3 separate regions of the Rattus norvegicus genome follow, and regions 1 and 2 are each linked to region 3. The links are chromatin contacts, called in public Hi-C and HiChIP or PLAC-seq maps. All regions are on one chromosome and are shown on one strand. The core of a region is the stretch at or near the end of the contact, and the rest is flanking DNA. Distances in the headings are between cores, read along the strand shown. Region 1 holds the start of Caskin2 (cask-interacting protein 2). Region 2 holds the start of Hid1 (HID1 domain containing). Region 3 holds the start of Mif4gd (MIF4G domain containing).

Evidence for each region. A called contact is a pair of places that touch in the nucleus more often than the background predicts. HiChIP or PLAC-seq counts read pairs in DNA pulled down with a chosen protein or histone mark.
Region 1: an H3K27ac HiChIP or PLAC-seq map of oligodendrocytes shows a contact between it and region 3, with 3 times the contacts expected there. The contact joins the promoter of Caskin2 here to the promoter of Mif4gd in region 3. A contact is called at or near these places in 1 of 12 Hi-C or Micro-C datasets (mammary epithelial cells) and 1 of 1 datasets of contacts at active chromatin or transcription factors (oligodendrocytes).
Region 2: a contact with region 3 is called in a Hi-C map of mammary epithelial cells, with 2.3 times the contacts expected there. The contact joins the promoter of Hid1 here to the promoter of Mif4gd in region 3. A contact is called at or near these places in 3 of 12 Hi-C or Micro-C datasets (kidney, mammary epithelial cells and psoas muscle).

What each region holds. Positions count from the first base shown.
Region 1 is chr10:101,537,760-101,542,412 of GRCr8, forward strand. It overlaps Caskin2 (cask-interacting protein 2), which reads right to left and starts at 2,590. Exons shown (of 20, transcript NM_001107065.1): 1 at 2,464-2,590; 2 at 843-1,342. The coding sequence starts at 936. Tsen54 (tRNA splicing endonuclease subunit 54) reads left to right here and starts at 3,679. Exons shown (of 11, transcript NM_001109576.1): 1 at 3,679-3,793; 2 at 3,892-4,056; 3 at 4,147-4,210; 4 at 4,300-4,383. The coding sequence starts at 3,738.
Region 2 is chr10:101,106,004-101,110,951 of GRCr8, forward strand. Hid1 (HID1 domain containing) reads right to left here and starts at 3,008. Exons shown (of 19, transcript NM_001304290.1): 1 at 2,814-3,008. The coding sequence starts at 2,879.
Region 3 is chr10:101,348,148-101,353,090 of GRCr8, forward strand. Mif4gd (MIF4G domain containing) reads right to left here and starts at 2,437. Exons shown (of 6, transcript NM_001014122.1): 1 at 2,357-2,437; 2 at 1,911-2,044. The coding sequence starts at 1,992.

The sequences.
Region 1 (4,653 bases), core at 1,340-3,839, 190 kb after region 3:
TGTGAGAGGTCCTGTTACCACAGAGTGTCCTAAGAGATGGGGCTGAGAAGCCATCCATGTATCCAGCACTGACTGTCCTGTCAGGGATACAGTCCTCAGGGCTGTGGAAACCTCTAGAAAATTAACTTTGGCTACACCCTCCCAAGGAACACAAGCTTATGAGCTGGGGAGAAAGGAGCCTTAGAAACGGTGGAAGTGTGGAGATTGTCAGGGAAACGGACTGCGCCACCAGTGAGGGTAAAGTGACTTGTGCGGCAAACATGACATCTGGGGTTCTAAGCCCCAGAGAACTCCAAACCAACCACCGCCACCACCAGAGAGCCAACCACCACTTCAAAAGAGGTTCTACAGACATCCTCACCAAGTGCAGACATAAATACAGGGAAGCTTCAAGTATGTGGATGGGGTTGGGGGTGGCTACGTGCTCTCCCGACCCACAGCTAGAACATGTCTGCAAAACCACCTCCTTAACGGGCAACCTCAGGGGCTAGCACACTGGTTGGCTTTGCTCTCTGCTCTGGTCCAGAGCCTTGGACAGAGCCAGGCATACAATAAACAATAAAAGCAGAAGCTGACTGTGTTTCAATGCGGGTACTTTGTAGGCAAGGGCTCCATGGCTCAGAGCTGTTAAGTGACTTGCCTGGAGACACAGAGCAAGAAGGGACCCTTTTTCCTCCCTGGCTCTTATACAGAAGCACTTCTTGTCTACAACAGGACAGTCCTTCTTCCTCAAGTCTGCAAATCAAAGTGAGCCTCTGCTTCCACCTCCCCCCAGCCTCTCTCTGTAGCCTCAGTACTCAGAGAAGGGCCTCAGCTGGACGGCCACCCCACCAAGGACTCACTTGTTTTTGCAGCCTTCACTTTAGCCACCAGCTTCTGCACGCAGGTCACGTCTCCATTCTTGACAGCAAGGATAAGGTCCTGTTCACGGCCCATTCTGACTACCGGGCCAGGCTCTGGGCTTCAGAGTCCAGGAAGAAGCAAGGGACCGGCCCAGTCAAATGTCAGTTCGCCATGCCTCAATGATTTGGAGGACTCTTGGTCTTGGGGGAACAAGTCTGGTGTCTCAGGCAATGTGCTCCTCGTCAGGCAGAGATATAGTCCCTCAAGGTGCTCTGGGAGCTGCCACCACAGGCAGGAAAGCCAGTCCCTGGTGGGGTGGAGGCTTTGTGGAAATCTGGCCTGAGATCAGCTTGCAGCTTCCGACAGCCCTGAAATGAGCTGGGACTGGGACTGGGCCCGCCAATCTTCCTGGGTTGGCTCAGAAGGACAAGTGCCCACCCAGAGAGCAGTCAGCATTCCCTGTGGCACGAGGCAGCAGCCATGGATAAGTCCTGGGGGTCTGGAAAAGGTACACGTCCTCCGCTGAAAAGCTGGGTTACAGCCAGAAACCAGGTCAGAGAAGAACAAGATAAACCTCTAGGGAACCCCAAAACACCCTAGGTGCCCTAGGAGTCATGGAGGGTCTAAGCCACTCAGGAAGGGAAGGAAGTTACAGTACTTGAGAGAAATATATACACGCAAAGGGGAGAGGGACTGCATTCAAGGAGGGAGAGGCTGGGTTGCCTGTGCCCCACGGCACTGGGCAGCACCTCAACCATGGGCAGGAGGGGCCCTGGCAGCAGGAGACACTGGGGTAGGCAGGGCCAGCTGCCCATTCTCCACAGCCTGAGGCTCTGACACCCACAGACAGCAGGCGGGGCCAAGAGGTAGGGCCTGGGAGAGTGGTACAGGCAGATGGCAGGGGTCACTCCCTGCCCTAGGTATCTGCAGCACACTCCTCACTGCTAGGGACCTAGAGGGTGGGCTGGGTGCTTATGTCCCACACTTTCTGGGGGAGAGCTACCTGTTGGATAGGATAGCTCTACAGCACCTGTTGCTAGCCCTTCCTCTCTGTTTCTGTAGTGTGAGGAAGCAGCTGGGTAGAGATCCAGGACAGAGAGAGCTTGGACAGGCTAGCCAACTACCTCCCAAGCCTGAACCTGAAATCACAACTTCCCGCACAAAATCTTAAGCCAGTTCCTCAGTGACGGTGATTTTGTTGCCAGAATCTTGTGGCATGAGACTCGTGCAGGCCTGGGGCCCAGGTGGGGAACCACTCATTCCTCATAAGTTCCAAGCCCCAGCCGGAGGGCACTCCCCCTCAAAGTCCGCGACCCGCACCGGGAGAGTGCTCCTGGCAGTGCCTGGGGTCGGCTGGCTCCCCCGCCCCTTGGAATGCCCCTCTAGCGCGGCGCAGCTCCCCGCAGCCAAGCCCAGCTACGGCCGACCCCGGGAACAAAGCGGCAAGAGGGACCCGTAGAGTCGAGAGAGTCCGAGGGATAGATAGAGGAGAACGAAAAGGGGGGCTCGAGGAAGGCGGAAGGAGCAGAGAGATGGAGGAGCCCGCCGATCAGACAAGAAAAGTTAGTTTGTGTCTGCTCTCAAGGGTTCTGAACCATGGCCCGGGTCCCGCAGCCTCACCTCTCCCGGCCGCCCCACCGGGGGTCCGGCTGGCGGTGCTCAATTCCAGGCACTCTGGACTCTGGCTTCCACTGTCCCCCGCAACCCCTTTCTCCTCCTTTTCAGGGCCGGCTCGGCGCCTCCCGCAGGAAATCCCGCCCCTCCCCCCTCCCTCCCGCCGGATCGGGAGCTGGGGACCGTCCGGGCAGCACAGTTGTATTGTCAATCAGCGCCCTGGTTCACGCCCCATCTTCACTAAGCCCCGCCCCCGCCAGCCAGTCCGGATCGGAGCCACTGGCTGGATCAGCGCATGCGCGCAGGTGAAGCTGCTTAGGGGTGCAAAGTGGCGCGTGAGAGTGGAGGGGGCGGGATGTGGATGAGGCTTCGTGCTGCTGTGTCCTGTCTGGGGATCTGGAGAGCTGGGCTCTGGTCTAGACCGAAAGATGAGGTGTGAATGTATAGGAGAGAAAATAGGATGTTTTGGAAGTTGAACCTGAGGACCCCCCCCACTAGGGGCGGGGATCACTTCCTCTTTGCCCCATCCTTTCCCGGGTTGCCCGCAGCGACCTTCGTCCAAGCTCGGAGACTCATAGCTGCTGGCTGGAGCAACGGTGCCACCTAGTGGTGAGCGTCAGAGCGACCCACGATGTCACGGCGGGGACCCCAGCCTCGAAGAGGTGCTTTCGGAGGCTGGGGTGGCGATTCAGCACCAGTGTGAGTCGGACAGCGCCCCGCCCCTGGCCTTTGAACCTGCTTCCGCGCCCCTCAGAAGGGAGATTTTTTTTTTTTTTTTGAACCACCATGAAGGAACGCCGAAAGTCTCTGGACCACTCCTAACATTCCCACATGGCCTCCACTTTGCAAAGCTGGTATTTGAGGGCTCACTGGTCTCCTCTCTACGCATCTCTTCCCTGCAGGTGGTAGGACACAAAGCCATTCAGGGCTGCAGAGATGAGAGTAATTAACCTATCTGATAATTCATGCTATATTTCCAGACGCCAGGTAAAGTTTCACTAAAGAGGGGCCCCCCCACCCCCAAAAGCGCTGGAAACAGAATAGGTGGGGTTTTGCACATCTAGAAACCTACACATTGAGCTATGTCCGCGACCCGAGGTACACGTGTGCAGATTGGTGTTAGGAAACACAGGGACAGACAGGTAGGAAGGCACGAGGCTCACAGGTGGATTTACGGTCAGGAGTAGCGCGCGGGTCCAGAGGCGGGCGCTAGGACCGCGCGGAGTGCCGGGGGTGGGCGGGGCTTTTGCGGTGCGCGCGCAGCCGCAGACGGCGGCCAGATGGAGCCCGAGTCCGAACCCGCGTCTGTGGAGGTTCCCGCGGGACGTGTGCTCAGGTGCTGCCCGGCTGGGGGGATGGAGTGCGTGGGGTGCGTGGAACCTGGGACCAAGCGGGTGGCCTTGGTGCTGACCACGTGTTCCCTGCTCTCTCCAGCGCCTCGGAGCTCCGCGCCGCGCGCTCGCGGTCCCAGAAGCTGCCTCAGCGGTCGCATGGCCCCAAGGACTTCCTCCCGGACGGCTCGGAGGCTCAGGCGGAGAGGCTGCGCCTGTGTCGCCAGGAGTTGTGGCAGCTGCTGGCGGAGGAGCGCGTGGAGCGCCTGTGAGAGGGGCTGGGCCGGGCCGGGCCGGGTGGGCGGAGGCCGGGGACTGCGGGTGCAGACCCAGACGCCCCTTACCCACTCATCGCCAGGGGCAGCTTGGTGGCCGCGGAGTGGAGACCAGAAGAAGGCTTTGTGGAGTTGACATCTCCTGCGGTGAGCGGCCCGGGCATCTCCGTGGCTGGGGGATCTCCCTTTCTCTGTCCCCTTAACTGCTTTGTGACACTTGGTCTGCTGTCGCACAGGGGAAATTCTGGCAGACCATGGGCTACTCAGAGGAGGGACGGCAGCGGCTTCACCCCGAAGAGGCCTTGTATCTGCTGGAGTGTGTGAGTGGCATCCTGGAGGCGTGGGAAAGGGGTTCCGACTAAGGAGTGGGAAGGATGCAGTTTGGTGGACCAGGAAGAATTCAGAATTAGGTTTTCAGTGAGCGTACAGGCGGACTTTGAGAACTGAAAATACCGCCGGCAGCAGGGATTCTAATGCTCTCCTTGTTGGTCATGGTCACGCAGGGATGCTTAGGTGTATGGGGAGAGGGTCAAAGCCAAGAAGTTGACACTTTTTGGCTTGGGCACTGCAGGAAGGGTACACAGCTAAGC
Region 2 (4,948 bases), core at 1,758-4,257, 240 kb before region 3:
ATGTATGTTTCTCTCTGTGTGTGTACGCATACATGAGGGTGCCCCTAGAGGCCAGAAGAAGGTGTTGGATCTCCCCTGAGCTGGAGTCACAGGTAGTTGTGAGCCACCCAAAGTGAGTGTGAACCAAACTCTTCACGGGGGTTGGGGATTTAGCTCAGTGGTAGAGTGCTTGCCTAGCAAGCGCAAGGCCCTGGGTTCGGTCCCCAGCTCCGGGAAAAAAAAGAAGAAAAAAAGGAAAGAGTAGGAGGCCCTCTTAGCCACGGAGCCATCTCTCCAGCCCTAAGCTGTGACTTTAACAGACTCCTTCTGGGGTGGGGGTGGTAAAACCAGCATTGAGCTAGCCCACTAAGGACGGGACGATATGTCCTGACAAGGGATCAAAGTATTATTCTAGGCGCACACATGTGCATGCATGTGAACGCACAGCTATCAGCTCTTACCCTAGCCTGCAGCAGAGCGTCCTCAAGCAAGTAGAATCTGGAAGAGAGTCTCTGATGCTGTAATGCCCCTCTCTGGGTCCCCAGCCAAGTGAGGAAAGAGTCAAGAATGTGGCTGGCCTCAGAGTTAGGGTTAAGCCCTGCCCAGGACTGGCCAACAGGGCAGGAAGAAAACAGGATACAGGGCAGGAAGACAGAAAAGGCTGACCTGCAAGAGCTCAGGCCCAGACTACAAGAAGGGGCCCGCTTGTCTACAGTCCAAACCACAGCCTCTGAGGGCATAGACATGAGGTTATCCTGTGGTCATAACACCTGCAGTGTCCCCCTTGGGGACACTGAGTTCTGAGGTCCAGGAAGACCCTTTCAGACCAGGTTCTTGAATCCTAGATGCTCAAAGCTGACCACTACAGAGTCCAAGGCTTTGGCCCCAACCACCTGTGAGAGTCGCATGCTTACAAGAGGGCCCATGAGCCAGTGAGATGGCTCAACAGTAAAGGCACTCGGTAAAAATGCTTGGTGAACGTAATTCGTGCTTGCTTCCAAGTGTAATAACCTAGGTTCCATCCCAAGGTCCACATGGTGGAAGAGAACTGACTCCCATGGTTGTCCTCTGACCTCCACACATACACCATGGTATACATGTGTACACACACGTGTACACACACACACACACACACACACACACACACACACACCAAAAATAATAATATAAATTTAAAAGAAGGAGGAGGAGGGAAAGGAGAAAGAGGAAGAGGAGGGATAGGAGAAGGGGGAGGAGGAAGAGGAAGATAGCCAGAGGAAGAAGGGGAGTAGCCCATACTGGGACTCCAGCCTACTCTAGACCTTGATTGTCTTCAGCTGAGAACAGACTATCTCAACCAGGTACAGACTTACTGATGCAGTATTTGGGGGAGGGTTCCTAAGCAAGTCACCTCCCACCTTTCTAGACCTGGTTGGGTTCATTCTGCTCCCCAAGGATCTGCTGAGCCCACCACACCACCTTTCAACAAGCCAGCTCCTCCCCGGGCAGGCAAACCTGGGAGATTCCCACCTCCCTCTGCCACCCTATACTGTGCAAAGTACCACACACCCCTTCCTGCCACCCATAGACCTAGAGTCTCACTTCTGAGGTTCTGGAACAAGCCGTGGGAAGCAAAGAGAAGCAGTTCTGGTTTTCGCCAAGTGCCTCTCACATGGAAACGGGCTCTCTAGAGGCCCTGGCACCCCTTTCCTCAGCCTCTGACCTTTCCAAGGTGGGTAACAGGGTGTGGGGGTAGTGATCTGCCCTCTAAGGCTGTGCCTGGCTGGGTGTGGGAAGACAGCTCTCCCGATCCCACCCACAGTGACCAAGAACAATACGGAGCTCTGAGAACAGCAGGATGGGGGTAGGGTTCCAGATGGCAGTAGGTCCAGAGCCCTTTGACAGCCCGGGGCCTTGGAGAGACATGGCTGTGCATCTCCCTAACCATAGTAGCCTGGCTCCAGCACTAAGGATTGATAGGAGGACAGAGAAGAAACCTTGCTGGGTCCAAGAGGTGTGTGCTGAAGATAGGAAGAGGCTTCCGTGACACTTGTAGACTCGGGTAAAAATGTGAGAGTGTGCACTGGGCTGGAGTTACCCATGGCTCCCTTTCCAACGGACCAATGATAATCTCCTCATCCCCGAACCCGAATCCCCATTCCGGGTGCCAAAAAGCGCAGCCAATCAGCTCCACCGGGCCTGAAGAAGCCATTGGATCATCACTAGCTGGAAAGCGGGGTTCCCTAGGCCTGAGGACAGCTCCTCTTACCCAGCTGCCGTTGCCTGCTACTCCGTGAGCTCCTAGGAAGACCTGGGCCTTCCCTGCCCTCAGGCATCAACCAGGGCCCAGAGAGGCCACCGCTGCCACCGCGCACCAGCTGTTTTCCCCGACCCAAGCAGGCGCCGGCCCGGCTTTGTTTGCATTGAGTCAGCCGGGGCTGTGTGTCCGGGACCATGGTCCCTGAGGGGCAGGGAGAAGAGAAGAGCCACGGATGGGTAGGTGGGAGCGGGAAGAGGCTGGCAAAGCCAGGCTGAGGGGACCGGGAGGCGGGACAGGGGGCGGATAACGTTGTCGCCGCCGGCTCCAGGAGTAGGCACACGTCAGCCTAAGGTGGCAGCAGCAATGCCCGGGAGAGTGTTCCCAGGGGAGAGTAGGCATAGGGTGGACTCCCGGAGGCAGGGATGGAGCCCTAGTTACAAAGGAAAGGTCCCGTTCCGGTGCTGTTCTCAGCATCCCCCTCTGGACTGACCGGTCACCCCACGTTCCGGTGAGCCATGTTCACCCAGCCCCCGACCCTGCCCTGCCCCCAAGGCGGGCGGGCAGGTGGATGGAGAGGCTGGGCCCCCAGGCGCACCTGAGTCTTGGTAGTCAGCTGGATCACCGCCTTCCGGAAGTTCAGCTTGGAGTCTGCAGACCCCATGTCGATGGAGCCCGCTCCAGCCCGACCCCGGATTCCGACTCTGCCGCGGGCTCCGGCTGTGGCTCCAGCTCCAGCTCCGCAGCCCCGGCTGCTCTCCGGGGAGCTGGAGCTGCGAACCCCGCCCGCCGCCGGCGTCGGCCCCGCCCCCTGTGGGCCCGCCTTTAGACCCGCCCCCACGAGGCCCCGCCTCTGCACCTGCCGTTCAGGCCTAGAAGATGTCCGGGAGTTCTCCGTGGAACCCAATTCCTCGTCCTTCTGACAACTGAGTGTTGTCCCCCTCCATCTTCACAGTCCGCAAGACTGAAACCCCTCCTAGTATCTTTTTTTTTTTTTTTTGGTTCTTTTTTTCGGAGCTGGGGACCGAACCCAGGGCCTTGCGCTTCCTAGGTAAGCGCTCTACCACTGAGCTAAATCCCCAGCCCCCCTCCTAGTATCTTATCTCCTGCCTCCACCTTCATTCTTCACTCCTGCGCGGACCCGCACTTTCTCCTCCAGTCCTTTCTACCTGATGTTCATGCTTTTCTGTTACTGATGCTATTTGAGCGTGCTTGCTTGTTTTTCTTTTCTTTTCTTTCCTTCTTTCTTTCCCTCTTCCTTTGTTTCTCTTTCTGATCTATCACGTCCATGTGTCTATCTAGTCTTGAAGTTATTCTAACCACAGCTGCAGGCTTAGCCCTAGCTTGTCCATGGAAGGATGGTCTGATTCGGTGTCCCTGTTCCAGGAAGGCAGCTCAGCCTCTGGCTGGCAGTGAAAACTCCCTCGGGTCTTGACTCCTACCTAGGTCCCTGGCTTCCCTGAGAACTCTTTCAAGTGCAGAGAAGCTTGCATTCACATCCCAGAACCTGGTTTCAGAAGAATGGCGGTATACCCGCGGTATAGCCTAGTACATTGTGTTTGTTTTGTGAGGAGTTTATCGTAGGCTGGCCTCGAGCTCACTGTTACTGGTTATGAACTTTGTGATCTATCTCCCAAGTGCCGAGGTCACAGGTTGGGTGATCACTCTTGGTATTATGAGGTGCTGCAGGTCAAACCAAGGGCTTCTTGTATGTTAAGAGAGCACTCTAATTATTAAATTAGGAATAATAGCTGACCACATAATAAAATAGCTGGCATACACATGAGCTCTTAGAACTCAGCAGGTGAAGGTAGGAGGGGTAGTGGATAGTGAGTTTGAGGCCACCATTGGCAAATCCCAATATAATCAGGTATATTACATAGCAAGCCAGGACAGCCAGGGCTATGTCCCCAACCCCCACACAATCATGTTACTGTATCTAGAAGTTTCTGTGGATCCTTGATAGTTCAAAACAAGGTGACTTTAGCCTAAACGGGAATCCTGGTGGTGTAAAATGAGGAGTATACTCACGGACTGGAGAGATGGCTCAGCGATTAGGACCACTGACTGCTTTTCCAGAGGTCCTGAGTTCAATTATCAAAAAACCACACGGTGGCTCACCAGCCACCTACAATGGGATCTGATCCCCTCTTCTGGTGTGTCTGAAGACAGCTAGAGTGTATTCACATACATAAAATAAATACATCTTTTAAAAAAAAGAACTCACATACATAAAATAAATAGAATTGTTAAACAAAATAAAAAGTATACCCCTTCAAGGCAGCTGGCGCAGGTGCAGAGGTAGAGAGACGGTCATGGTGTCACCACCTTACAGAACAAGCCACAGCACTGGGTAGCTAACTCTAACTTCTCTCCCCCTACAAAATTCAGGGTGCGCCCCAGAGCTTTTCTTACCACTCTGAGATAATGAATGGTTTCTTTATGAGGTTAAAAAAAAAAAGAAAGGGAGGGGGGAGGGGGATGTTTGCCCGGAAACCGGGAAAGGGAATAACACTCGAAATGTATATAAGAAATACTCAAGTTAATAATAATAAAAAAAAAAAAAAAAGAAAAAAGAAAAAAGAAAAAGAAAAACCAATCATACCACCTAGCCAGGTATGCTAACACAGGCCTTTAATCCCAGCACACAAGAGGAAGAGGCAGGTGGGTCTCTTTGAGTTCAAAGCCAGCCTGTTCTACATAGCTGGTTCCAGGCCAGTCAGAGCTACACAG
Region 3 (4,943 bases), core at 1,187-3,686:
AAGACAAAGTTCCAGGATAGCCTGGGCTACTCAAAAGTGACTGTCTCAAAAGAAAGGAGCTGAATTGGGTGGTACACATCTATAATCCTATGACCTGAGAGGCAGAGACAGGCCAGCCTGGTCTACACAGCAAGTTCCAGGTCAGCCAGAGCTAGTGAGATCCTGTTTAAAAAAAGAAAATATTTAAAGTTGAAGGTGTAAAGGGTGTGATTTAGGGATCAAGCACAATGCCCACTCTGCATAGATCAAAGATTGGAGACAAAGCAGCCAAACCAATAAAAAAGTATATTCTCCAGTGAAAGTGGTTGCAAGCGAGCCTAGGGCAGCTCTCACTGTCAGGACCCTGGTTGCCCAATCAGAGTTGAAGCAATGTCTCAGTGGGTAGGAGCGCTTGCTTTTGCGGGGAACCCAGGCCCGAGTCCCAGCTTCCATGCCGGCCGCTCACAGGTGCCTACAACTTCAGTTCCAGAGGGTCTGACACCCTCCTTTGCCCCCACAGGCACAGCATATTCGGGGTTCACATGCACACAGTAGGCATGCGCATAAACAAAATTTATTTGCATCTTTCAGGAATGGTGCAAACCTTTTACCCCAATATTTAAGCGGACAAGGCAGGCCAATCTCTGAGCTGTAGGCCAGTCAGGGAGAAACCCTGTGCCAATAAGTAAAGGAATGTAGGTCTGGAGGCTGCAGGAGGGCAAAGCACAGGCGGGAGTTCTTTTTCCTAGGCTATATATCTTTTATTTTCTGGCACTACCCTGATGAATGTACACTGATGCCAAGACTTCATTTTTGTTTTTTTATTTATTTTTGAGATGGTCATCTTCAGAGCAGCTCCCTCCTTGTGATCTATTTATTATTGAAAGTCAGCCCTCAACACAAGGGTTTGTAGAAAAAATTTAAAAAAGAGGTATAGTCTTGCCTTGCTGTTTAGCTCTGGCTGGCCTGGAGCTCACCATGTAATTTTTTTAAGGTTCACTCATGTTATATGTATGAATATTTTGCTTGCCATGTATGTATGCACGCCATGTGTTTGCCTGGTACCGGAGATCAGAAGGCAGCACGGGATCCTGGGAACTAAGTTACCCAAAGCCTCTGGAGGTCCTCTGCAAATGTTCTTTATGGTTCTGTTTTGTTTTGGTGACAGCATCTCACTATGTAGGCCTGGCTATCCTGGAACTCACAGAGATCCACCCCCCTCTGCCTCTCTGCCTCTCTCTCTGCCTTCTGAGTACTGGGGTTAAAGTTGTAAAGCACATAAATGCTCTAAATGGGGGGGGGGGTCGTTTCTCCTCCCCCAGGTACTCTATGTCGAGCAGTTTGGCCTTGAATTTGTGCTGCTCCTCCTGCCTCTGTACTCTGCTGGGGTTACAGGCATGCACCAGGACCATGGCTTGTGTGTTCTCCAAACACAGAGGCTCCAGACATGAGTAGTTGTACAGAGGCTTCTCTGAAATGTTTGCTTAGCACATGATGGCAACTGCTAATTGTCCTGTCAAATTTCTGTCCTGGGTGTTACAGTGCAATTACATATCCCCTCCAACCTCTGTCCAAATCAGGCATCTCTGTGCATTCAAGGGTGCTGATTCGCCAAATGCAAAGACTCTAAAGAGAAAGCAGTTTGTTCCCTTTAATGTGCACGTAAAGGCTTTATGATCCTAGACATAACTCTGTGATCCATTCTCCAAAGCAATGGCTTAAACGTAGGTGTCTTCCAGATCAAGAATTAGGTTGTGACTTACTCTGAGAGCCAAGGAAGGGCTTGGGCATTGCCTAGCTCTGAGCCTCAGCCCCACTGCAGCTCCTACCCAAACAGAATTTGCGTCTGGGAACCTCCCTGGCTCACCAAGTTGGACTTGGGTAGTTTTATGTCAACCTGACACAAATTAAGTGGTAGGTGGTAGGCTCACCTTTGAGTGCAGTCTTCAGCAGCTGCTGAGTCTCTGCATCGAAAGACTGGATTTTATACTCATCTCTGCTGGCCTCGCCCATGACGGTCTAGCCTCAGCAGTTTTTCACTGGCCTGAAACTAATGTGACAGCACCTGAGAAGCAAAGATGGTTGAGGCTTCAAGTGTGAATCACAAAGGTCCGGGTTCTAGTCCTGTAGGCACTGGGCGGGGCAGACCAGGCCTTGGGACAGGTGGAACTGGACTTTCTGTCGCGTTCAGTGGTTGGCTGAGTGCCCACCAAACTTGGCTTCGGGTGGAGAACTCGGGCACCAAGTAGTCACCAGAAGGAAACCCAGGCTTCTGGGATTTCATGAGAAATGAAGCGGGAATTCATCTACGGTCGCAGCAGGATCTGGGTTATTAGCAGTCAGTATTAGGGTAAAATTAGGGGAGCAAATACTGAACTGGGTGTGGAGAGAGGTAACCGTCAGCCTCGACCATATCATCCGGCATGGAGAATGCTGGCCCAGTACGGGCCGCGGATCCTGATACCAGCAGGGCTCCGAGCCCCTCTCTCCCGGCGTTTGCCAGTCCTCTCAGCCTACAAAGCCTACCCCTGCAGCCGTTGGACTAGGGCTGGCCTGCTTGGGAGGGGGCTTGCGTCTGGGGCGCTGCGCGGCGCGCGCCTGGCGTGGTACCGCGCAGCGGCTGAGCTCTTCTCGCGTTGCGGCGCCCGGGCGACTCGCTAGCGCCGCCTGCCGGTCACGGCCCCCCCTAGCCTCCGCACCCCGCCGCCGCCCCGGGCCGCTCCCTCGCTTGGCGCAGAGACAGATCAGCACCCGACAACTGCGACACCGCCACTGCCGCGCGCCGCGAGCTCACCGGCCCCTGTCCCCTTCTCACCCGGCGCACCTCCGCCTTGTTTCTGACCGCAAAAGCCTCCGAGCGCTGGGCCGGACCTGCCTTGCGTTTCGCTTGAAGTTCTTGGTCTTGCCGGGTCGCACCCCACGCCGGGGTCACCATGTCCCTTGCCCGGCTCAGGTGAACTGGGTCAGAGACTCCCCGGCCGTGCCGAGTGGGAGGAGCCTCAGGAGGGAGTGGCCTGCCCAGGAGGAGGGGCGTAGCCGTCAGGGGTTTGGCCCGTTAAAGTGGAGGGTAAGGGCTAGGGCACACCCTGGCAACTCCCTCTCCTGCCAGTCAGGGCAAAGTAAGTTTTAAATCAAAGGGACAGCCAAGATAAAGGGCCCTGGGTCTTTCCTGGGAGGAATCGGGAGCATCACTGCTGCGCACAGGAGACCAGGCGCCAAAGCTCGAGGCGGTTTTAAGAGTTGCCACATGGGGCTGGGGATTTAGCTCAGTGGTAGAGCGCTTACCTAGGAAGCGCAAGGCCCTGGGTTCGGTCCCCAGCTCCGAAAAAAAGAACCAAAAAAAAAAAAAAAAAAAAAAAAGAGTTGCCACAGCACTCAGGGTACAAAAGAACTCTGCTCTGTGGCAGCACAAGAAGTTCCTGAGAGCAGGGGAATGAGCATGGAATTTACTTCAATGAGACTTCATTAAAAAGAAAAAAAATTCAGACAGCCGACTCTGAATCTTCCAGGTTAAGATAAAGGAGAAACAACATCCCACCACACTGGGAGCACATTAAGATACAGGATGTTCTAAGTAGGGGAAGTGAACAACTCTAAGGCTCCTGGAAACCCCTCCCTACTAATGGTGTAAAAGCCCCTCAAAAGGATGGAGCCAGCACACCGGTACAGCATGAGCCAGGAGCTGCCCAGCACCCTCTTGAGACTGCTCACGTTGACCTAAGAGGCTCAGATGGGCCAAGCTGCCTGGAGGACTCTAATCTGTTGGGCTGCCCACAGACTGCACAGTGTGCTCCAGGATCCCACTTTCATGAGCTCTGCAATGCTAGGCTGAGCTTTGGGTGATGCAGCTGTCTTTTGAGTCATTTCTGTTCCTGTAAGTAGCCTCCAAGGTAACCCACTGGCTCTCCAAGTTGGACTTTGGTAGTGTGCTGGATAGCTTTTAGTTTTTGACACAAACTAAAGTCATTTGAGAGGAGGGAACCTCAACTAAGAAAATGCCTCCACATGATTGAGCTGCAGGCAAGACTGCAGAGCAGTTTCTTTTTTTTTTTTTTTCTTTTTTTCTTTTCCCGGAGCTGGGGACGGAACCCAGGGCCTTGCGCTCGCTAGGCAAGCACTCTACCGCTGAGCTAAATCCCCAACCCCTGCAGAGCAGTTTCTTAATTAGTGATTGATGGGGGAGGGCCCAGCCTGATGTGGGTGGGGCCATCCCGGGGCTGGTGGTCCTGGGTCTATAAGAAAGCAAGCTGAGCAAGCCAGTAAGCAGCTCCCCTCCATGTGATGCCAAATAAACCCTTTCTTCTCCAACTTGCGTTTTGGTTATGGTGTTTATCACAGCAATAGAGGCCCCAAGACAGATATCCTGACAATGGTCTGTAATCAGCTCCTTCTCTGGTATATACATTTATTCACACCTCTCCAGGAGTAGGGTCACAAAACACTCCTGCTGCTCCAAGCCTAGTTAGCCAACAGCTTGCCGGCCTCAGAAGCCCTCCCAAGTGACCCTGGGCCTTCAGAAAAGAAGATCACAAAAGGTTCAACCAGTAGGGGAGGGCTACAGTGGACCACAGAGGCTGAGAATGCGACTGACAGGCAGGGCAGAGTCCCAGTTTCCATGATCAGGCCATTCACAGCAGACATTACAATCCAAGTCATGGCAGGGTCCGGGATCCCTCAAAGTCAAGAACTCTCTCCTCCCCTCCCTCTCTAGACCACCCCACTGCTAGGCTTGAGTATGGAAGAGTCGGCAGTCACATGTTTCTTGTGCCCCTGTGAGCAAAATGTTCCCTCTTAATTCGGGTTACTGGCGCTGCTGGCAGGTGCCAACCTATCTCACCAGGACACCCATCACTGGACCACCACAGGCTGTCGGACATCCCATCACTGGACCGCTGTGGGGCCGAGGCCACCTGGGATTAGAGGACACAGTGTGCAGCATGCAGAGCTGATGGCCCCTGCCCTGA